7 separate regions of the Mus musculus genome follow, and regions 1, 2, 3, 4, 5 and 7 are each linked to region 6. A link is a contact called in public promoter capture Hi-C and targeted proximity ligation data. All regions are on one chromosome and are shown on one strand. The core of a region is the stretch at or near the end of the contact, and the rest is flanking DNA. Distances in the headings are between cores, read along the strand shown. Region 1 holds the start of Ifit3b (interferon-induced protein with tetratricopeptide repeats 3B). Region 2 holds the start of Lipa (lysosomal acid lipase A). Region 3 holds the start of Ifit1 (interferon-induced protein with tetratricopeptide repeats 1). Region 4 overlaps Lipa (lysosomal acid lipase A). Region 5 holds the start of Ch25h (cholesterol 25-hydroxylase). Region 6 holds the start of Ankrd22 (ankyrin repeat domain 22). Region 7 holds the start of Ifit2 (interferon-induced protein with tetratricopeptide repeats 2).

What was found. Promoter capture Hi-C pulls out the DNA fragments that hold promoters and counts their contacts.
Region 1: a contact with region 6 is called in a promoter capture Hi-C map of second pharyngeal arch cranial neural crest. A contact is called at or near these places in 9 of 39 promoter capture datasets (the C10 cell line, cranial neural crest, frontonasal cranial neural crest and 5 more) and 1 of 130 datasets of targeted methods (memory CD8 T cells).
Region 2: a promoter capture Hi-C map of neutrophils shows a contact between it and region 6. A contact is called at or near these places in 9 of 39 promoter capture datasets (the 3T3-L1 cell line, the C10 cell line, cranial neural crest and 4 more), 3 of 130 datasets of targeted methods (the 230-238 cell line, bone marrow-derived dendritic cells and memory CD8 T cells) and 2 of 9 other capture datasets (adipose tissue and embryonic stem cells).
Region 3: a contact with region 6 is called in a targeted proximity ligation map of memory CD8 T cells, with 12 read pairs. A contact is called at or near these places in 25 of 39 promoter capture datasets (the 3T3-L1 cell line, 3T3-L1-derived adipocytes, the C10 cell line and 15 more), 4 of 484 Hi-C or Micro-C datasets (the 3T3-L1 cell line, 3T3-L1-derived adipocytes, embryonic fibroblasts and 1 more), 1 of 130 datasets of targeted methods (memory CD8 T cells) and 2 of 9 other capture datasets (embryonic stem cells and macrophages).
Region 4: a promoter capture Hi-C map of pre-B cells shows a contact between it and region 6, with 2.4 times the contacts expected there. A contact is called at or near these places in 12 of 39 promoter capture datasets (the 3T3-L1 cell line, 3T3-L1-derived adipocytes, the C10 cell line and 6 more), 4 of 484 Hi-C or Micro-C datasets (B cells, Th17 cells, liver and 1 more), 2 of 130 datasets of targeted methods (the 230-238 cell line and bone marrow-derived dendritic cells) and 2 of 9 other capture datasets (adipose tissue and pancreatic islet).
Region 5: a targeted proximity ligation map of stem cell-derived neural progenitor cells shows a contact between it and region 6, with 4 times the contacts expected there. A contact is called at or near these places in 7 of 39 promoter capture datasets (the 3T3-L1 cell line, the C10 cell line, cranial neural crest and 3 more), 6 of 130 datasets of targeted methods (DN3 thymocytes, the NIH/3T3 cell line, bone marrow-derived macrophages and 3 more) and 2 of 9 other capture datasets (adipose tissue and liver).
Region 7: a contact with region 6 is called in a targeted proximity ligation map of T-cell acute lymphoblastic leukemia, with 3 times the contacts expected there. A contact is called at or near these places in 8 of 39 promoter capture datasets (the 3T3-L1 cell line, the C10 cell line, cranial neural crest and 4 more), 5 of 130 datasets of targeted methods (the NIH/3T3 cell line, T-cell acute lymphoblastic leukemia, large pre-B cells and 1 more) and 3 of 9 other capture datasets (adipose tissue, liver and pancreatic islet).

The regions. Positions count from the first base shown.
Region 1 is chr19:34,606,657-34,609,356 of GRCm38.p6, reverse strand. It overlaps Ifit3b (interferon-induced protein with tetratricopeptide repeats 3B), which reads right to left and starts at 1,400. Exons shown (of 2, transcript NM_001005858.3): 1 at 1,359-1,400. The coding sequence starts at 1,363. It also overlaps a transcript of Ifit1bl1 not described here.
Region 2 is chr19:34,526,146-34,528,950 of GRCm38.p6, reverse strand. Lipa (lysosomal acid lipase A) reads left to right here and starts at 1,477. Exons shown (of 10, transcript NM_021460.3): 1 at 1,477-1,585.
Region 3 is chr19:34,639,528-34,642,279 of GRCm38.p6, reverse strand. It overlaps Ifit1 (interferon-induced protein with tetratricopeptide repeats 1), which reads right to left and starts at 1,391. Exons shown (of 2, transcript NM_008331.3): 1 at 1,293-1,391. The coding sequence starts at 1,297. It also overlaps a transcript of Ifit1bl1 not described here and a transcript of Ifit1bl2 not described here.
Region 4 is chr19:34,492,753-34,495,452 of GRCm38.p6, reverse strand. Lipa (lysosomal acid lipase A) reads left to right here. Exons shown (of 10, transcript NM_021460.3): 9 at 322-393; 10 at 1,240-2,700. The coding sequence ends at 1,473. Among named protein-coding and RNA genes, the nearest start is that of Ch25h, 19 kb to the right of the region's middle.
Region 5 is chr19:34,473,768-34,476,467 of GRCm38.p6, reverse strand. Ch25h (cholesterol 25-hydroxylase) reads left to right here and starts at 1,320. Exons shown (of 1, transcript NM_009890.2): 1 at 1,320-2,685. The coding sequence starts at 1,342. The coding sequence ends at 2,238.
Region 6 is chr19:34,164,597-34,167,296 of GRCm38.p6, reverse strand. It overlaps Ankrd22 (ankyrin repeat domain 22), which reads left to right and starts at 1,256. Exons shown (of 6, transcript NM_024204.6): 1 at 1,256-1,542. The coding sequence starts at 1,522.
Region 7 is chr19:34,549,308-34,552,007 of GRCm38.p6, reverse strand. It overlaps Ifit2 (interferon-induced protein with tetratricopeptide repeats 2), which reads right to left and starts at 1,314. Exons shown (of 3, transcript NM_008332.3): 1 at 986-1,314.

The DNA of each region.
Region 1 (2,700 bases), core at 151-2,650, 440 kb before region 6:
ATAACATCAGCCTTCCCTCAGCCAACAAGGCTTGTATCCTTACATGATATGTATTTGTCAGAAACATTAGCCCTTCCTCTTAGTTCTCTCTGAGTCTCCTCTAATGGCAGTTATAGTTGCAGTTAAAAACAATTCACTCTCTGGAGATATGGCTCAACAGTTAAGAGCACTTGTTGCTCTTCCAGAGGTCCTGAGTTCAATTCCCAGCAACCACATGGTGGCTCACAACCATCTGTAATGGGATCTGATGCTCTCTTCTGGTTTGTCTGCAGACACCCAAAGTGTATGCATATATACAAAATAAATAAATCTCTTTAAAAACATCAGAAATACTATGATTACTCTTTACTTACAATACAATGCACTTATTTTAATGATTTGTGTACACTGGGTCTCAGCAATTGTTTATGCCCATGTGCCCACCCACACTCCTTATAGGTTATGTCTGACATCCCTGAAATTCCTGTGTGTATCTTCATATTCTACCCTTACCATCTCTAGGTAACCATTGTTCTGCTTTCATAGCTACAAATTAAGCAGAGTTTGTATTTGAGGGGAAATGTGTTTTTGCTTGTCCTGCAGCCTTAGATACTAGAAAAAAAACTTTAACCTTTGAGATTTTGTGGCATATGAAAAATTAAAAAAAAACCCAATTTAAATAAAAGCCCTGCTCATCTGTGAGAACTATTTCTTAAAACCTCAATCATGAAGTGGTCATAGTTTTCACAAACATGAAGTGAGCTTGCACTACTGTTTCCAACTCTTACACTAGCTACTGGCGAAGGATTGGTTCTTTTGAAAAAGCACACACACAGACACACAAACACAGAGACACATACACACATCGCATACAAACACACAGCAACACACATGCAGACACACACACAGATACACATAAACAATGAGACACACACATACAGACACACATACAGAAAAACACAACAAACTCACACACATGGAAACACAGACAGACAAACAGACAGACAGACAGACAGACAGATAGACACACACACACACACACACACACACACAACTTTCTATTGTCTTGATCACTTTTAATAAAACACCAACAAATCCCAGAAAGAGTGACTCCTCTAGTGCTAGCTTTGAGTCAAACTTTGTGCTTCAGTGGACCTACCCGTGTCTATCAATATTCTCCAGGGGCATCCAGTGAGCAGTTTTAGAAACTGCAGTGTCTTGCACATTTACACAGAGAAATAATGAAAAAGGTCCAATAAAAAAAAAGCCATGCTCATGCAAGTGATTTCAATCTACAAGCAAGCAGACAACTTAAGACTCTGCTGTGCAGTGATCAGCTCAGTTTATCATTTAATTGGAGAAGCAGAGATTGCACTGACCTCATGATGGTGATCTGTTTCTGTGCTGCTGGGAAAAGCTGGGTGTGGGCTGAGAAATCTCAGTCCACTCTAAGTGGAGACTCAGAGGATTATATAAGAGGGCAGTCGGGGGGGGGGGGGGGATGAATCAGCTGGTGCTCTGCTGCTTCTAAGGACTCAGTGTTTGTGAAAGGGAAGAGGAAAGTAGAAACTGAAACAGACTTAAAATCAACCAGAAGAGGAAAGTGAAACTTACCACTGAGACCTTCTATGTCCTGGCCACAGCATTGGATAAGCTCTGGACTCTGCCTCTGGTGTCAGAGGGTCGAGAGGCATTTCCTCCAGCCTGACAGTCCCTCTGGGAGGAAAAGAGTGTTTTCCACAGTCTCTAGTGCACTCTGCAGAGGTTTCTGGGGCCACACGAAAGAAACTATTCTAAAATATTTTGAAAGAAGTGATAGTGTGTTTCCTTCTCTGAGTTCCCTTGTGGTACACAGGTTTCAATCCAGCTTTAATGACTATGTCCATGTGACTAGCTCTGGAGTTTTGCCAGAGTCTAATCAAACCAATGTTTTCATTTTATGCTACACTGAATTCAAGTAGCAAAACACCAGGGGGATTCGCTGTGCTGTTTCACACCTAGAGGTCTGTGGTGATCATTTACTTTACACCCAGTCCCTGAATAGAATTGGTAACATGTGCATCACTGCTTCCTGGGTGGGAGAACAAATATGTGACTAAGTGAAAGACTTCTGCTTTGAGTTATGAAGTCATGCATGAGTAGAAGGAGGTATGGAGGACCAATCCTTAGGTATGGATTGGGTGCTTAGCTTCATGATTTCTTTAAAGCGTGGCTTTCACTGCTCATTTGCTAAGCATGATAACCTAGTCAGCTGTGGAATTCTGGGTCCTTCTTTCACTTAGCAACTTGAGATTGTTAATGGCATAAGAGGTAAGCACATACCTGCTAGACCCACTGTGTTTGCCTTAAGCCTAAACTTTGGAAGCCTCAGGTAGCAAAGCCACAGAAAGGATACAACTTTCATTGATCTCATTTTCTTTAGTGGTTCAGAGCACAATGCCTGATTTTGGTCTAGTGGGACTTGGAATGCTAATGTACAAGCCCAAGGAGGATGGGCCTGCATCCTTCTGCTTCTTTGCTCTGATGGATAGGAAACGGTGGGCTGGACACTTAGGCATTGTGCCTTGATATAAGAGATGTTGCTTTAGCACTGCAGAAAATCTCTAAGTAACAGAAGTTGTTAAATCAGGCAAATGGCACACTCACAAGGTTGTTCCCTCTTTGAAGAATATAGGGGGCTATGGTTGACTGATTGACTGATACATCAATTGATTTTCTTGC
Region 2 (2,805 bases), core at 228-2,727, 360 kb before region 6:
TCATCTGGGTGGAGGAATTTCTTGGCAGTATGGTCTATTTGCTCATTTTCACAGAATATGATGTGAATGTAGTTTTACCTGGATTGCATTTTGGGTGAGTTCTACCTCAGTGCCTTAAGGCAAAACAACCTTTCTAAACTCAGATTCTATCTGTGTGAAATGGAGATGCAGAGGTCTTGGATTGAGAGCCTATGGAGAGGACTTAGCATCACAATGTGGAGGATGCGCAGATTGTGGCTGGGCTTTGCTAGCCACAGTCATCCCTGGCACTTCAGGGTGCTCATTTGTTTTTATTTATAAAGTTCATGTGTTTTACGGCCTAGCCCTCTAAACTATAGGTTACAACCTCACATGGGGGTGTCACAAAAAATGTTGGTAACCCTAAAAGGTGCCTGGATGTGTAATTACCAAAAGTGGATTCAAAATCAAACATATCAGACTGTGACGTGTTTCAGGCCATATTTGCCTGTGTGATGCACATCACTGCTGTCTAGGTTCTGTACATGCAACGTGTGCACTTGTCCCCTGTGTGGCAGCAAGTACCACAGACTGCCTGCCTGAGATAGCCTTGTTCACATTAATGATGGTTACGAGGTGCAGTGTTTGTACTGCATGTAAAAAGTTTTCTGCTGTTATAGAAAGATAACAGTTAAGTTATAGAAAGCCAAGGCTTTTAATATTTTTCCCACTGTCTTTCCTCAGCATGTAAGTATAAAAGTAGCATTCCTTTGGATTCCATTGTGTTACAATGTTTGATTTTTAAAAGTTATTGTTTGGTTTCCTTGACCGAGTTTCATAAAAAGTCATAAACTGAAGTTTGACTTGAGATAGGACAAAACTTGAGCAATTTTTGCAATGTCTCTAAAAATACTTCAGACATTCTGTGCTATGTATTTATGGGCTGTACTGGTCTCATCGGCTACACCTCCAACAACAAAGTAGGAACCAATTCTGAGAACCGTTTTATGTTGCTGAATGTGCAGCAGTATTTTGTAAAAGTAAGCACATCTGTCTCACTAATACACCAATTTGTTTTTGTTTGCAGAAAATGGTAAATATACATATATATATACATATATATATACATATATGTGTATGTATATATGTAATACTAAAATAATTGTTTTAAAATGAATTTCTTTATAATTTATTGTTAAAAAATGCTTGATTTGTATACCTAGCTAGTGGAGTTTGAATGAGAATTTCTGAAGTAAAAGGAGGTCATGAGAGGAAAAAGTTTATAATGCTCTGCTAAGTGCTAGGTATACAGGATGCCCACCAGCTTTGAAGCAGGAGGAAGCTCTGGCTGGGCTTAGAGCAGGCCTGGGCTGGGCTGAATCTTTTGGGCGAACAGAAGGCGCATGCTCCTCTGAGTCCGCTTCCCCAGGGCTAGGCCGATGGCCAGGAGGGGTGGAGTCACCAGGGCACTTCCCGGTGGTGGACTGCCCTGATTGGCTGTGTGAAAGTCCTGGGCAGGGTGACGGCTCCGCCCTCCCACCAAGTAGGTGTAGGCACCAGGTTGGCCAAGCTCGCCTGCTTGTAGTGGGCACTGCTTCTGGAGGCTGAGGTTGGAGGACCACTCCCGGTGAGTGACTGCTTTGGGGCTGGCTTCGTGCAGCGGGCTCGGGAGCTGGTGTCCTGTGGATCGCCAGGGCTGGGAGAGGAGGCCCCACCAGGGTCTCTGGCCTCCAATTGCTCTGCTCCCGGGGCACGCTCTGTGTCGGGTACCTGAAGGTGGTTTGGGGGGCGGCGATTATGTGGGTATCAACAAGAAGTGGACTGTCCTTCCCTGGGCGCCCTCCCGCTTCCTGGGCAGGCGCGATCGACGATTAGGAACCCTGCCCAGATTTCTTGGACTGCTGGACAGGCAGAATGCCTGATTCTCAGTCCTCTTCATCCTTTCTTCCCGTTAGCTCTCCCACGACCTTACTCTTAGCTCTTACACGACTGCATGGCCAGCAGCAACCTTGGGAGTGGGTCCTGGTTAAAAACCCCGGCGATACTGCTGAATAATCAGCTAGTCCTTTGCTTCCAGTATTTGACTGGCGTGTTTACATTATCTTGGAAAATGAGCTTAGTTAGTACTGTTGAGTTGGTAGAGAAGCGTCAGACTGTAGGAGGCACTGCAACATCTGGGCATTGCCAATAGCTTAGGAATTATTGAAAAACTACCCCGGACCTTTATTTTCGTCTGTCTCTGAACTGCGGAGCTGTTCCTGCCCATTTTTTAAAAGCAACATTTGTACTATTTATGCAGGACTTGTCAGAGTCTTGAAGGTTCAAAGTTAAATCAGACTTCAGCTCTGCCCACCCCCACTTCCGTTCTCCAGTTGAAAGGAAGGCAGACAAATAATGAATTGGATTGTTGCAAAGCCATAAGTACTGTGGTAAAGATGTTCTAAACACCTAGACTAGCGCACTAAACCCAGCTCAGAGCCTTATCAGACAACCCCTTCTGTGAGAATTATTTGTCAAGTTCGTTGAGTAACGGTGCTGTGTTGGAAGGAAGTCTAATGGGTGACTTTCCATGTGAGTAGCTTCCCCAATCACCTCACGGTGTGAATGCCCTTCCCAGACTGTATCAGGTTCTGTAAAAACGGCTTCCACCAAAAAGAAAAGTGCTTATTTTAAGTTGCCTTGGGAACCTTTATTTATCGATCTACCGCCCCCACCCCCCCTTGCTTTTCAGACTGCTTTTATGTTCTCTAGTATTGAAGGACCTCTGGGACAGTGACCTGAAGTTAGAAAGGTAGCCTTAGACTGTGCTACATAAGACTATGCTGGCAATTAAAAGCATGTGTGGCC
Region 3 (2,752 bases), core at 142-2,641, 470 kb before region 6:
GAAATAAAGATTTTGTCAGGACAGCTCAGAGGACTCTGAAAACTGGACAGCAGTAGCCCAGGAAGGTCTGCCTTGACTGGGAGGCTCACAAGGATCCTTCTGGGCTCTCTGTCTTGAGGTGGAGGTACATGCACCTATGCATAGCATCTGCTCTACCTTACCAAACTTCTTCTTACCTTCTGGACCAATTGACTTCAGAAGGGCAATAGGAGTAGGGGGCCCACAGGCTCAAGGGATCAGAGGTGACCTGATTCCCTAGGTCTCAGAGGTAGGCAGGAGAGCCTTTTTTCTTGTTAGTTATATGCTCTATTCCTCTGAACAGTTGCAAAACACAGATGTTCCATATCTCCATACTCAGGCTCAGGGTGTGATGTAGTGCCCCATGCACCATCTATTAAATCTGGAACCACTGGTTGGTGGTACTGTATCAATCACATTATCTTCCTGGTGATGTGTGGGGCCCTTGACTCAGGTATAGAACTTTTACCCACCATACCCTAAGCCTCAGTTGTGTGCCCACCGAGTCTCTGGGTCTCTACTTGCTCTACCTTATCAAACTTCCTGACATGGCTTTATATAACATATATTCATATATATTTATTCATATATATTTAGTTTCTTGGCCAAAAGGTTTTAATACCTCTTGTCAGAGAGAATAGAATTGACACATTTTTGTTTCTTAATCCTGGGGGGGGGGGGGGCGCGGGGAGGGAGGGAGGGAGAGAGGGAGGGAGGGAGAGAGAGAGAGAGAGAGAGAGGTGTTGCCCTGGCTATTTGTTTAGCCAGCCAGGGATGGGAATGAATGCGCCTGGAACAGAAAGCTTGAACAGCATTTCAAGAGGTCCATTGAGGGATAGGCTGGAAGATTCTGAGGACATGCTGGAACATTCTAAGGACTATGTCCTCAGAAGATCAGAAGGAGCATACTCTAACCTGCTGCTCACTTTTGGAGCACCAAGTGGGCACTGGTGGTCCTTTATTCCATTCCAGAGGGCCTGTTTGGTAATCATCTTTGTTTGTGAGCCGAGCATGCACTAAATTCTCTCCCAGGTACGTCCTACTACATGCTGTGAGACAGCCTTAAAAATCAAAACAAGCTTCCAGTCACACATCCAGCACCAGGCACACAGCTTAGTGGGGGCATTAAGCAAACTCCCTGGACCCTCAGGACAATTAGCATCCTTGTTCCCCATCAGCAGTAGAAAGAGAAGCTAGAGGCACACTCAGAAACAGCCACTAGCAAACGTCTGTGTCCTGGGTTCCCTCAGAGTGGAGAACAGGGAAATCCTTACCCCATGGTTGCTGTAAAGGTGGTAGCTGTTCTCTGGGTTTTCAGCAGAGCAGAACTCCTCAGAAACCTGCCTTGACTCTCTGCTCTCTTGCAGACTGTCACACCAACTGGAAGCTCAGGTTTTTTTTAAAGGGCTGGGTGAGCTAGGGGGTGTGCTCTTTTCAGTCAGCAGTGAGAAACTGAAACTGAGACTGGAAAGTGAAACTGAAGCCTGCAGTTTATCCAGGGAGACGCACTGTGGGGCACTGTGGGGTTTGCCCTACTGCATTCTCCACTGAAATCGATGAGGAGAAGGCTCTGAAACGGATACAGACATGTCGGATCCAGACTGCTGTCCAGAGAGAGAGAGTGAGACATCCCTGCCACCCAGAGACTCTTATCTGTTAGGTAGGGGCTGATGGAGGTGATACAGATAAAATGGAAAGCAGACTGGCATCTTCAGAAGCAGTGTTGTTCTTTCTTCCAAGCAACTGAAGGTCTGCAGTTCCTCCTTGGAAGTGAGACTTTCCCATGTGGCACTAGGGGGTCTTAGGATGGCAAAGGGAAAGTTTGGGACTGGAAGAGTGAGTTCTCATGCATTGTGGAAGTGGAAGAAGATACTAGCTGGTTTGTTGTGTGTCTATCCTTAGCATCTTCCACAGATGTCATTATTCACCTGCATTGACTGGTCCATAGCTTCCCAGCCTATCCGAAGCCTTAGGAATACAGTCTTTATAAACCAGGACAGTTTCCCATTGCCCAGAGAGCTGTAGAGCCATGCTTTGTGTTAACTTCTCCTGAGGTGACTCTAAAGGGTTCTTTCCACCAATCATAGTCATGTTAACAAGAACCAAACATGGAATCCCTAAAGGGTGATGGTTATTCAGAGCCTTGATGCTATCCCACTAATAGCAAGGCTACTAGATGGGTCAGTGGTTAAGAGCACTCACTGCTCTTCTAGAGGTCTTGAGTTCAGTTCCCAGCAACCACATGGTGGCTCACAAGTATCTGTAATAGGATTAAATGCCCTCTTCTGGTGTGTCTGAAGACAACTACAGTGTGTTCATACACGTAAAATAAATACCATTTTAAGGGCTAATAGCAATCTAGGGAACTACAGACAGTGGGGCTCACACTGTTTCAGGTTGAGGTCAAATACTTTAGTCTGTTGTCTTGGTTAACCTGTAATCTCAGCCTTTATTGCTGTCTAGTTCCTTATCCTGACCTTTGATGTCTAGGTCCTCAAATTCAGCTCATCCTTCTCACCTCCATATATTAAAAATATTGAAAGAAGTTAAACATCTAATCCCATCTCCTTGATATAGTGCTAGCCTCTCCTGAGAGTTATCTTTGACCAGGTAGGTACAGCCCTAACCCCCCCCCCCCATCAGCTGACACCAAGACAGGAGTTGGCCCTCTGGTCACTTTCTCCAGTAAAGTTTAATTTTAGAGAACCTAGAGTTATGTGTCAGTCAGATAACT
Region 4 (2,700 bases), core at 68-2,567, 330 kb before region 6:
TTAAATAATTATTCGGAAATGATAAATAGACCTGGATTAGGGAGTAACTTGATTTCTGAGCATATAATTAACCTAGTAACCTCTTTTTTTTGTTTTGTTTTTGGTTTTTTGAGACAGGGTTTCTCTGTGTAGCCCTGGCTGTCCTAGAACTCACTCTGTGGACCAGGCTGGCCTCGAACCCAGAAATCCGCCTGCCTCTGCCTCCCAAGTGCTAGGATTAAAGGTGTGCGCCACCACCGCCCGGCCCTAGTAACCTCTTATATTATTTTATAAATTTCATCTCTGCTAAGTTTTTTTTTTCCTCCAAATTTTATTTTTTAGGTTTTTAAATACCGTAAGCTTCAAGCTTTTGACTGGGGAAGCAGTGAAAAGAATTATTTTCATTACAACCAGGTAAGAATTTTCAAATATGCTTCCATCACCGAAGCCAGCCTAGGCTTCCAGAACTCAGGTGAGCCCAGCTGCTGGGGGAATATTCTCGGCAGAATTGCCTGGTTATGAAGTTTTCTCTCAGTCCACTCAGATCTTCCCAGATCTGTCAGTGGTGGTATGGCCCAGGCCTCCTGTCTCCATCCTTTAGGCTGTCCATAAGGGGTCGTTGTGATTCAGTAGGATCATAAACACACTCCTTAGAACCAAAGAGCCTTCAGGCAGCTGCCAGCTTGCTAGATGTGAGACCTCAGGCATATTACATGGCCTTAAAGCCTTTTCCATTAAGTAACATTTCCATTTTTGATCACTGCGTTTCCTAAAGCGTGAGAACCTTTCTCTCTGCTTTTCCTAATTCTTGAACTAGCCCTTGCATGTGTGTGTGTGTGTGGGGGGGGGGGGGCTGAAAGATCAGGAAATGGAGGCATGGAGGAGTTGTGTGGTTTCTCTTGCATTCAGAGGGCATGAAGAGATGAGCCCACAGTGCCTCCCTGTTCAGTTGGCTCTACTGCCTTGACTCCACATCTGGGGGAAACCGTGATGCTCACTGGGGATTAAGTGGTCCCTATAGTGCAGCAAAGAGGAAAAAACCGCACAGTTCTACTCCTTGTAACGACTACCTGAAAAACATAATGGAAGCAATTCTTAAAACATGTTTGTTTGTTTTTTAAATTAAATTTTTACTTTCAAATCAAACTTACTAGACATTTGTTTTTCCATGGAGATTTCATTTATTAAAATAAAAAAAAATTTAACAGGAATAATTGCAAAGCTTTCTATGACTCTTTTTTTTTTTTTTTCCTCTTGTAGAGTTTTCCTCCCTCGTACAACATAAAAAACATGCGTCTACCCACTGCTTTGTGGAGCGGGGGCCGGGACTGGCTGGCAGACATCAATGACATCACTATCTTACTGACTCAAATCCCCAAGTTGGTGTATCACAAGAACATTCCTGAGTGGGACCATCTGGATTTTATCTGGGGTTTGGATGCCCCCTGGAAACTGTATGATGAAATAATCAGTCTAATGAAGAAATACCAGTGAATGCTGGACTTGAATACTTCCCCTTCAATAGAGGGGGGAAAAAAAAAAACAGGTGTTTGCTTAATTTCTGTAAAATCCTTGTGTTTTCCTTGCCTAGGTCATTTGTATTTTTTATGTGCAAGAAAATGATGACGTCGAAGGTGTACATTGCTCTCTGGTTAATAAGAAGCACGCTAGCTGTCTTATGCTTCATTGTGACTGACTAGCAAGCGTCCACAACCAGTGATGCCTTTTAAGTGTCTCTGTGATCCTTTTGTTTACCTTTTACAGTTGTTTTCGGTGCATATGTGCTGTGCATATATGTGCCTAAGTGTGTGTGGGCTGTGTTCTGGCCCTTGTGTGGAGGTAATGGCTCACATCAAGGTGTCTTCCTCAGTTACTTCCCATCTTACTTTTTGAAACAGGGTCTCTTGCTGAACAGGGAGCCTGCTATTTCAGTTACACTGGTTGGCCCATGAGCCTCCAGGATCTGCCTGTCTCTACCTTCCCCCTCACCAATGCGGTGGAATGGGGTGTCTGTCCCAGCCGGCATTTTTACCCTGATTCTAGGGACAGGAACTCAGGTTCTCATGCTTGTGTAGCAAGCCCTTCACTCACCGAATCATTGCCTCAAACCTTCTGCAGTAGACCAAGCTACTCAGTTGCTTTTATATTCCTGCCCAACACAAGTGAGCACACACAGGACATTTCAAGCTGTTGTTTGCTAGCAAAAATAAGTCTGCCAGTGACCTGAACACACGATGAAAAGCTCCTTGCTCTGAGCTTCATGTGGCAGTGCAAACCTACAATCCTAGTTCTCCAGAGGTTGAGACAGGAAGGCTGCTGTAGGACTTAGGGTTCATCTAGAAAGCGAGACTTTGTCTCTAGAAAACCAAAGACAAAGGAGGAAAAAAAAAACCCAAAGTACTCAGTTCTCATCCCTTTGCCTTAGAGGACTGTCTAGCCCAGAGTTCCTGTGTTTACCTATCCAAACAACATTTTCATGTTTTAATGCATTAGCTTCCTAGTGAAATCCAGTGTAATCCCAGCTTCTCCAGGAATAAATATCCTCTCTTCAGTTTCATCAGACCTCAATAACAAAATTTTTCAGGCCAAGCCCCCCCCCCCCCCCCAAATAAGCGTAGACTCTTGAAAAGCAGTTTGCACTGATTAAAAAAATTAAAAAAAAAAAACTTGAAGATTAATACAATGAGCTCTGTTGGTTCCGAATGTGTAGTCTGGTCACTT
Region 5 (2,700 bases), core at 71-2,570, 310 kb before region 6:
TGCCTTATTTCCTTTGGTATGTGCTGAGGCCTTAGATAGAGAGCTGTGAAGCCACAGTTATGGGGTACTTCCTGACAAATGTGGGAGCCAGTTCTTGATGAGTGTGAATCACAAGTAACAGTCTTGTGCAGGCAAAAGTTACAGTCCATCCCCTCCCCCTCCCCCCCCCCAGGGGGGACTGGCAGCAGGCTCCTAGAGCTACAATCCCTGTTTTCTTTGGAAAATAACACAAGAAACACAAGCTTGTATAAGACTATGTTAGCTTCCAGCAGAGAAAAGCAGCTGTAAAGACACAAATTCAAGAAGGAAACCCTGGGAGAATGGCCCCTGGCTTTCCTCTGGGATCTTCTGTGCCGTGTATCCGCTACCCGGGGCTGATTTCTGTGCTCCACTCTCTAGGGCACTCTCCTTGGATATAGTACTGACCTCCTGTGCTCAGTCCCTGGACGATCAGTCCCAGTGTCTGAAAGGGTATCCAGGAGTTGAGGAGTAGGGAACAACTGAGGGTTGGTAAAAGTCGGAGCCTGAGGGACCTCTAAGGAAATGGCAGGGGAGATGAGACATGTTCCGGGAGGCTATGAGATTGCTCAGATCTTCTTCTCCACTGGCCTTTGCGGTTTGGCCCAATCGAGTGAGCCTTTACGGGTGTTAAGCCTCCGTTCTCCAACCCAGAGCAAAGGCTGGCAGTGCTGCCCTCTTGACCGCTGTCTTGCAGGATCTGATCTCTGCTCTTGACACCGCGGGCTTTAAGGGCACCAGAGCGGGAGAGTCGTCCGCGCCAAAAGGCTGCGAGCCTGACTGCTCTTTTTTGGAGGATGCCAGGTTCCCTCTCCTACAGGACTCAATCCCTGTCTGCAACGGACCCAGTACCAGCACTGTGGCGTGAGGTACGCACACTCAGAGTCCCCCAAGGTGTAGAATAAGTCTTTAAACAGTCAAAAACAGATATTTTAAAACCCAGGGAATTCTGCTTTGGTTGAGAAACAGCGCCTTCTGAGAGCGAAGAACTCATTAGTTTTTAGCGGTGATGGCGGGTGAACTGTCCCAAGGCAGAATCGCTCTCTCCTGTGTCATTAGTACATCAGCTGAAAGGCAAGCAAACAGTTCTTTACGTCTGGGAAAGGGCTTTAAGGGCCGCTGCTTGCGTGAAGGGGAGATTTGATGCAGCTATAAACCAGGACATAGACAGGAACAAAATTCGGGTTATTTAAGCAAAATTCTTTAGCAGGGAAAGGGAGGTGGGAAGGAGACGGAAGGGTGACGTCACTGGGGGGAGTGGCCACAGTCTTAAGAAAAGTCGGCGGGGCTGGGGAGACCACAATTGTGGGACATAGTCTCAGCATGGGCTGCTACAACGGTTCGGAGCTCCAAGACCTGGGCTGTTCCAGCCAGCTGCTCCTGCAGCCCCTCTGGGACACCATAAGGACAAGGGAGGCGTTCACGCGCTCACCCATCTTCCCAGTCACCTTTTCTATCATCACTTACGTGGGCTTCTGCCTACCGTTCGTGGTGCTGGACGTCCTGTATCCCTGGGTCCCCATCCTGCGACGCTACAAGATCCACCCGGACTTCTCGCCTTCCGTAAAGCAGCTTCTGCCTTGCCTGGGGCTGACACTCTACCAGCACCTGGTGTTCGTGTTCCCGGTGACGCTGCTGCACTGGGTGCGCAGCCCGGCGCTCCTCCCCCAGGAGGCCCCTGAGCTCGTCCAGCTCCTAAGTCACGTCCTGATCTGCCTGCTGCTCTTCGACACCGAGATCTTCGCGTGGCACCTGCTGCACCATAAGGTGCCCTGGCTGTACCGCACCTTCCACAAGGTGCATCACCAGAACTCGTCCTCCTTCGCGCTGGCGACCCAATACATGAGCTTCTGGGAGCTGCTTTCGCTGACCTTCTTCGACGTGCTGAACGTCGCGGTGCTTCGGTGTCACCCACTCACCATCTTTACCTTTCACGTGATTAACATCTGGCTGTCGGTGGAGGACCACTCGGGCTATGACTTCCCGTGGTCCACTCACAGACTTGTGCCCTTTGGCTGGTACGGGGGCGTGGCTCACCACGACATGCATCACTCTCAGTTTAACTGCAATTTTGCTCCTTACTTCACACACTGGGACAAAATGCTGGGCACTCTGCGGTCCGCGCCCCTGCCAGAGAGCCTTTGCGCCTGCGGTGAGCGCTGCGTGAACTCCAGAGAGCGATGCGCTGTACACTTGATCCAGAAGAAGAAACAGACTTGAGTTACTTTATTAGAAGTTTGTAACTTTTAAAGTGATGCACACTGCTATAAAATCTAATGTTGTTTCTGCAGCCTGACAAAGTAATTTATATAATGTTTCTATGTGAATTTAATTGTGGTCTTGGTGTTAAATTTCAACTTATCCCAGTGTCATTGACTCCAGGACACAAGGTAGACATTCAGCGTGGTGTATTTGAATCATTATGATCTCTGAAATGATTTGTTTCTAGAACCAAGACTTTCCTATGTATGAAATCGCACTGGAACTGGGCTCTAACCTCACATGTTGAGAGAAGACCTGATTTCTGACTCTTTAAATAATCAAATTTGTTCCTGCTGGGCAGTGACCAAGGTTATAGTATATTTTTTCTACTTTTGAATGAAATGATATATTTATATTGAAAAAAGTTTTATTTGTATTTTAAAAATAAAAAGAACATGAACTAAACAAGCATTAGCTCCT
Region 6 (2,700 bases), core at 7-2,506:
CCTGTGGTGGTGGTAGATATAGGCTATAGGGTTGGAGTAGAGCTTCAGAGATGAGACATGGGACCTAGGCCACAGAGTCGGGAGAGCAAAAGGTAGGAGTAGGCCCACACTAATGATAGGGAGATGAGTGGATAGAAATTTGCTGTTGTCTGCATCAATAATAAGGAGTGAGCTAAGGTGATGTCCTGGGGACAATCAAGAGTTCTGTTTCCATTGGTCTCTTCATAAACAGGGCAGGAGGTCAGATGGATGCTCTTTGAGGCATCACCATCCATCCAGGTGAGAGTGTAGCATCCATTCCTCAGTTTGGAGTGTCTGCTAAGTCCCCAACCTACTCCTCCGATCATGATCATAATATGCCCATGTGTTTCTGCGATCCCAGTTCACAGCGACCAATGTGCCTTTCCTCCTTTAAGGAGTAAACTACTTTTCAGTTAGGGCCTCTCAGGTCATGTCAGACAGCTGCTGTTGCTCCTGTGTCCAGCAAGATGAACAGTCATCCGCCATTCTCACAATGGAGTCAAATGTTGCTTGTAAACTGAAATCTGTCAGGGCAAGGCACGGTCTGAATAAAACAAGTGTCACACAACACAAAAGAACTTTGAGCAGGGTTTCAGCTGTTCCCTACAGCACCACGATAAGAGATTATAGTAGCGATGACTGCAGGCACAGAAGGTGCTAGTGGCAGCGGAGGAGGCTGAGTCACAGGTACCACAACAGATATAGCAGGAGTCAGGCCTGGTGCTCCACAGCACCTCAGAGTGATCTACTTTGCATCTTTTTTACTTATAAAAAAAGTATGAGAGAGGACTTTGAAGGTTCTCAGAAGAATGACATTAAAACATATAGAAATGCTAATTACTCTCACTTGACCATTATATATAATACTTTTTGAATTATCATATAATACTGAATACATGTGTATAATTACCACACATCAATTAAAATAATTAAAAAAACTATTAAGTTAAGTTTAATTTATTAACTTACAGGGCCCTTTAAGTGTCTGGGGGAAAGGTGTAACTTGCTAGCCATGACTTTAAGGATTATTTACCTAACTAGATCCCGTGACTCTCACTAATGAGTTGGCTGACTATGATGGCCACTGAATGCTGGATTTCAATTCAGAAATTGCGTAAGTACAGAGTCCTGTTTTGAACTCTTCCTGCTGGCCTAAGAAGTTCCTCCTCCCAGCACCCCACCTGTGCTTCCTTTTTTACTGCCGCCTCCACTGGCAGAGGTACATGACTCAGAAACCGGTTCCCCTGGCTGTAACAGTGATACAGCTGGGATCATTACCTGTAAGCCAATGCCTTCTCTTCATAGCCTGTCTCTCTACAAGGTGTGTTGCTGTCACAGACTGCTGAAAAGGCATTCCCAGGTGTGGAAAGAGAGGGCTCGCCACCAGCTTGGACTTCCAGGGACCTTATTTTCCTGGAAGAAATTTAATATTAATTAGAAACGCCTCTAGAAGATTCACTACTGCATTGTAGAGAGGGTGCGAATCCAGGAAGGACCGGGATGGGAATCCTATATTCTGAGGTAAGTCATAATTCTGAACATAGGAGTCCGAAGGGGCTAAAAATTTCTTTTGTTTTTCCACGATTAATTGTCTATCCCTGTTATCATGACTTATTTTCAATTCTATTTAGTGTTCCTTGTGAGTATTAAGTCAGGAAAGATCTCTTGTGATCCTAAGATATTTAGGGTTTATTTTTTGTTTTGCTTTGTTTGTTTTGGTATCTTAACACAAGTTAGACTGAAATAATAAGTTTTAGCTAGACTCAAGTTGAGAGTGATGGGATACATATTTTCTGACATCCTAATTGCAGAGGTGATACCGAAAAACGGGGCTGTAGCTATATTGTGTCTCAGTGAAATACACGAGGGCAAGAGAAACTCATACCTAATTGGATTTTCTAAAAAGCCAAATGATTGGCAAGCTTTTCATGGAACCCATGACTACAACAACACCTTGAAGCTTATTATGTGGAAGGAAGTTCACCTTTGGCAATTATTAATATAGGTTATCACCGTATAGACACAATGACAGGAAGTACCGCTTTGATATCTGGACTATTTCCTCTTGATAGCTGTCAGGACATTTTTCTACATTGAACATAGCTTACTACAATCAAATACATTTTCAATGTTTCAAAGGGTGATGTTTGAATAAGAGTATCAGAGGCACAGTAATGTTGTTGTGGTAGTGGTTCTTCTTCTTCTTCTTCTTCTTCTTCTTCTTCTTCTTCTTCTTCTTCTTCTTCTTCTTCTCCTTCTTCTCCTTCTCCTTCTCCTTCTCCTTCTCCTTCTCCTTCTCCTTCTCCTTCTCCTTCTTCTTCTTCTTCTTCTTCTTCTCCTCTCATTATTATTATTATCATTATTATTATTCATAACTTACTCCTTGTCTGACATAATTAACTTGCTAATCAGCATTCCATTCTCTAAGCTCAAGGGAGCCTCATTGATTTGGATCTGCTAGCATGAAAGGTGGTTGTTTGGTGCCTGCTTCCAATGAACATGTGCAAGCATGAATTTGCGACTGTGTGCACTTAAGTGTGTGAGTGCCTTTACTAAAGGCATTGTCTGCTTATTTCACCGTCCTGGGAATATCTTGCTCTGTGATTTTGATCTCACCAAGAAGTCACGTACATATGAGGATGTTAAAAGATATAATGTGAATTAACATTCTACTCTGGT
Region 7 (2,700 bases), core at 65-2,564, 380 kb before region 6:
TTTTTCATGCTCAGAGTATCTTGATGGTCCTATCTCCTCCTGCATGGTCTTTTCAGCCACTGCCTTACTCTTTTGAATAGCACACTTCTCAGGGTGCCAACGTGTTCTAATTTTTCCTTCTGTTGTCTCGGAGTCTTTGTTAACATTTTACTGAAGTATAAGTGTGATTCAGGCGCATGGCCTCCTGAGCAGTTGCTGTCCTGATGCTATTTACACTGCTTGCTTTCAGCACTCCCAAATACTTTCCTCATGAGGACACAAATACCTCATTGTGCCTTCTTCATCTCTGAACTGCACCCTAATTTGAGATTCCCAGTCCCTACTTCTAACGTTTACCTCTCTTCTTCCTTTACCAACATTTAAATCCAGAAAATATTTTAGAAAGAAGAAAGAAAGAAAGAAAGAAAGAAAGAAAGAAAGAAAGAAAGAAAGAAGGAAGGAAGGAAGGAAGGAAGGAAGGAAGGAAGGAAGAAAGAAAGAAAGAAAGAAAGAAAGAAAGAAAGAAAGAAGAGAGAGAGAGAGAGAGAGAGAGAGAGAGAGAGAGAGAGAGAAGGGGGGCAGGGAGAGGGCGAGGGAGGGGGAGGGGGGGGAAGAAAGAAATTCATTGTGTCCACTCTATCTCCACAGAGAGGAATTCCTACATCAGCTGTCATTTTAAAACACCAAACCTGAGGAACACAGGGAGGTTGGGGAGGGGGAGAGACCATTACACAATAACATGTTAATAGACTTACAGAGTTGAGAGGTTGTGGGACATTAAAAAGGTTTCTGTAATTTCTGGTGCATTCCTTCTCAAATAAACAACCGGAAGTAAAAAAAAAAAAAAGCTGTTTTTGAAAGCCTTTGAGTGAGCTGAGGGTGGGTTCTGGATAAAAGAGTGACTAGATATATAGCTTAGGACCCAGAGTCCACCACGCGCCCCTAGTGGACAGCCCAGGAAAACAAAAGTTGCGTCCACCCACATTTAAGAGCGACGACCACCTACCTCTAAGTCTCATCTTGGTGCATCTTGCTGATGGGTAAAAAAGCATTAACTGCAGAAGGCCAGAACTTGCTTTTCGGCAGAATGGACGCTGGCGAAGGGTGCGTGGCCAATGACTCCTGACTGCCGGGTGCCGGATGTAACCCCTACCCACACTTGGTGCTTTGAGGGATCTACTACTAGACAGGGCTACTCATTAAAAATATCTTGCTTCACTCTCTTTCCTACATATTTGCAGCGTTAGTCGGGTGTGGCTGGAATACCTTAGTCCTTTGGGGGACTCCCCGCTGTTTCCTAAAGTGAGCTCCATCTCGCTGGGTCCCCACATCACTAAGGGCGGGAAACTGCACTCACCCAGGCAACCTGGCTCGACTACAGCTCCCAGGGAGCTTTGTTTTGGGGTGGTACTCCATCTTAGCGCTGCTTCCTCCCACTGTGTCCTGCTATTGTCGCCAGAGGGTGCCCTTCTCCGCCGCTTTTAGCTTTATTATCCCTAGATGCTAAATTTGAGAGTTTGCAGCAGAAATACTTCCGGAATTGGGAGAGAGACGGTTTTATCCATTCTTCCAGGAAGCTCCCATGAATTTTCCAGCCTCTGGGTCTTGGTGCTCCAGCCCAGCTCTAGCATAGAATTCTCCTTGCACAATGCAAGACCAGACAGGATCCTTTTCTGTCCTTTCCTATTTTTAATGTTTACTGATGTTGCTAACTGAAGCGGATTAATTCGCAGACTGTAATATTCTGGACAGCAGAGATAATACCTAGTTGATTCTTAGAGGATGGTTCACTCATTTCCAGTTTCCTAATAGTCCATCTTAGTGAGGGACATGATCCTGAATTGAATTCCTGGATTTAAATTGAAATTGAGACTCAACTGGCTTAGGGGAGATGACTTCAGGGGCTTATATCACTTGACTTTAAGCCCTAGGATCTGAGCTGGGATGGGATTTTAATCCCAGGGAAAGTAAAAATCGACTCCTGCAAGTGGTCCTCTGACCTCCGTGTGGCACCCTTGATAAATGGATGGATGGATGATAGATAGATAGATAGATAGATAGATATAGATCCAGATAGATGGATAGAATGAAAGATAATGACATTCAAAGTCCTTTAAAAGAAAGTGAGGTTCCAAGGCTAGGATGTAGCTCAGTGACAGAGCTCTTGCCCATGACACTGGCTTCTGTCCCTAGGACTGAAAGGAGATAGGGGATGGGGAAAGGAAGAGTTTTAGCAGTGAACTGTCATTCTAAGGATCCATCATACCCCTCCCTGTTGCCTGGTGGTTAAACACTTCGGTCTTGTCAATTTAGTTTCTCTTCTAAATTGAGTCCCCCCCCCTCCCCCTCCCCCTCCCCCTCCCTCTCCTCCTCCTTCTCTTCACAGGCGATGAGACATTTTAATCTAATAGTGGTACTTAACACTACACAGGGAGTCACAGCTCCCAGAGGATCCCTAAAGGCCAAAGGAAGATCCAGAAATATCTAGAGTTGCTGGTCCCCTGCCTGTGGGAACAGGGGTCAGAAGGTGGCAAAGCAGGGGCCTTCCTGTCACTCATAGATCCAGTCCTGTGCACAACTCTTGAAGTCCACCAGCTCCTTGGGCTGAAACCACAAGCTGGGCTCTCTACAGAACCATTCTTACCAACTTGGATGCAAAAGTCTCCTCGGATGGTCACAGGCTTAGAGTGAGTGGGGTTGGTCTCTGTTAGCATCACCGAG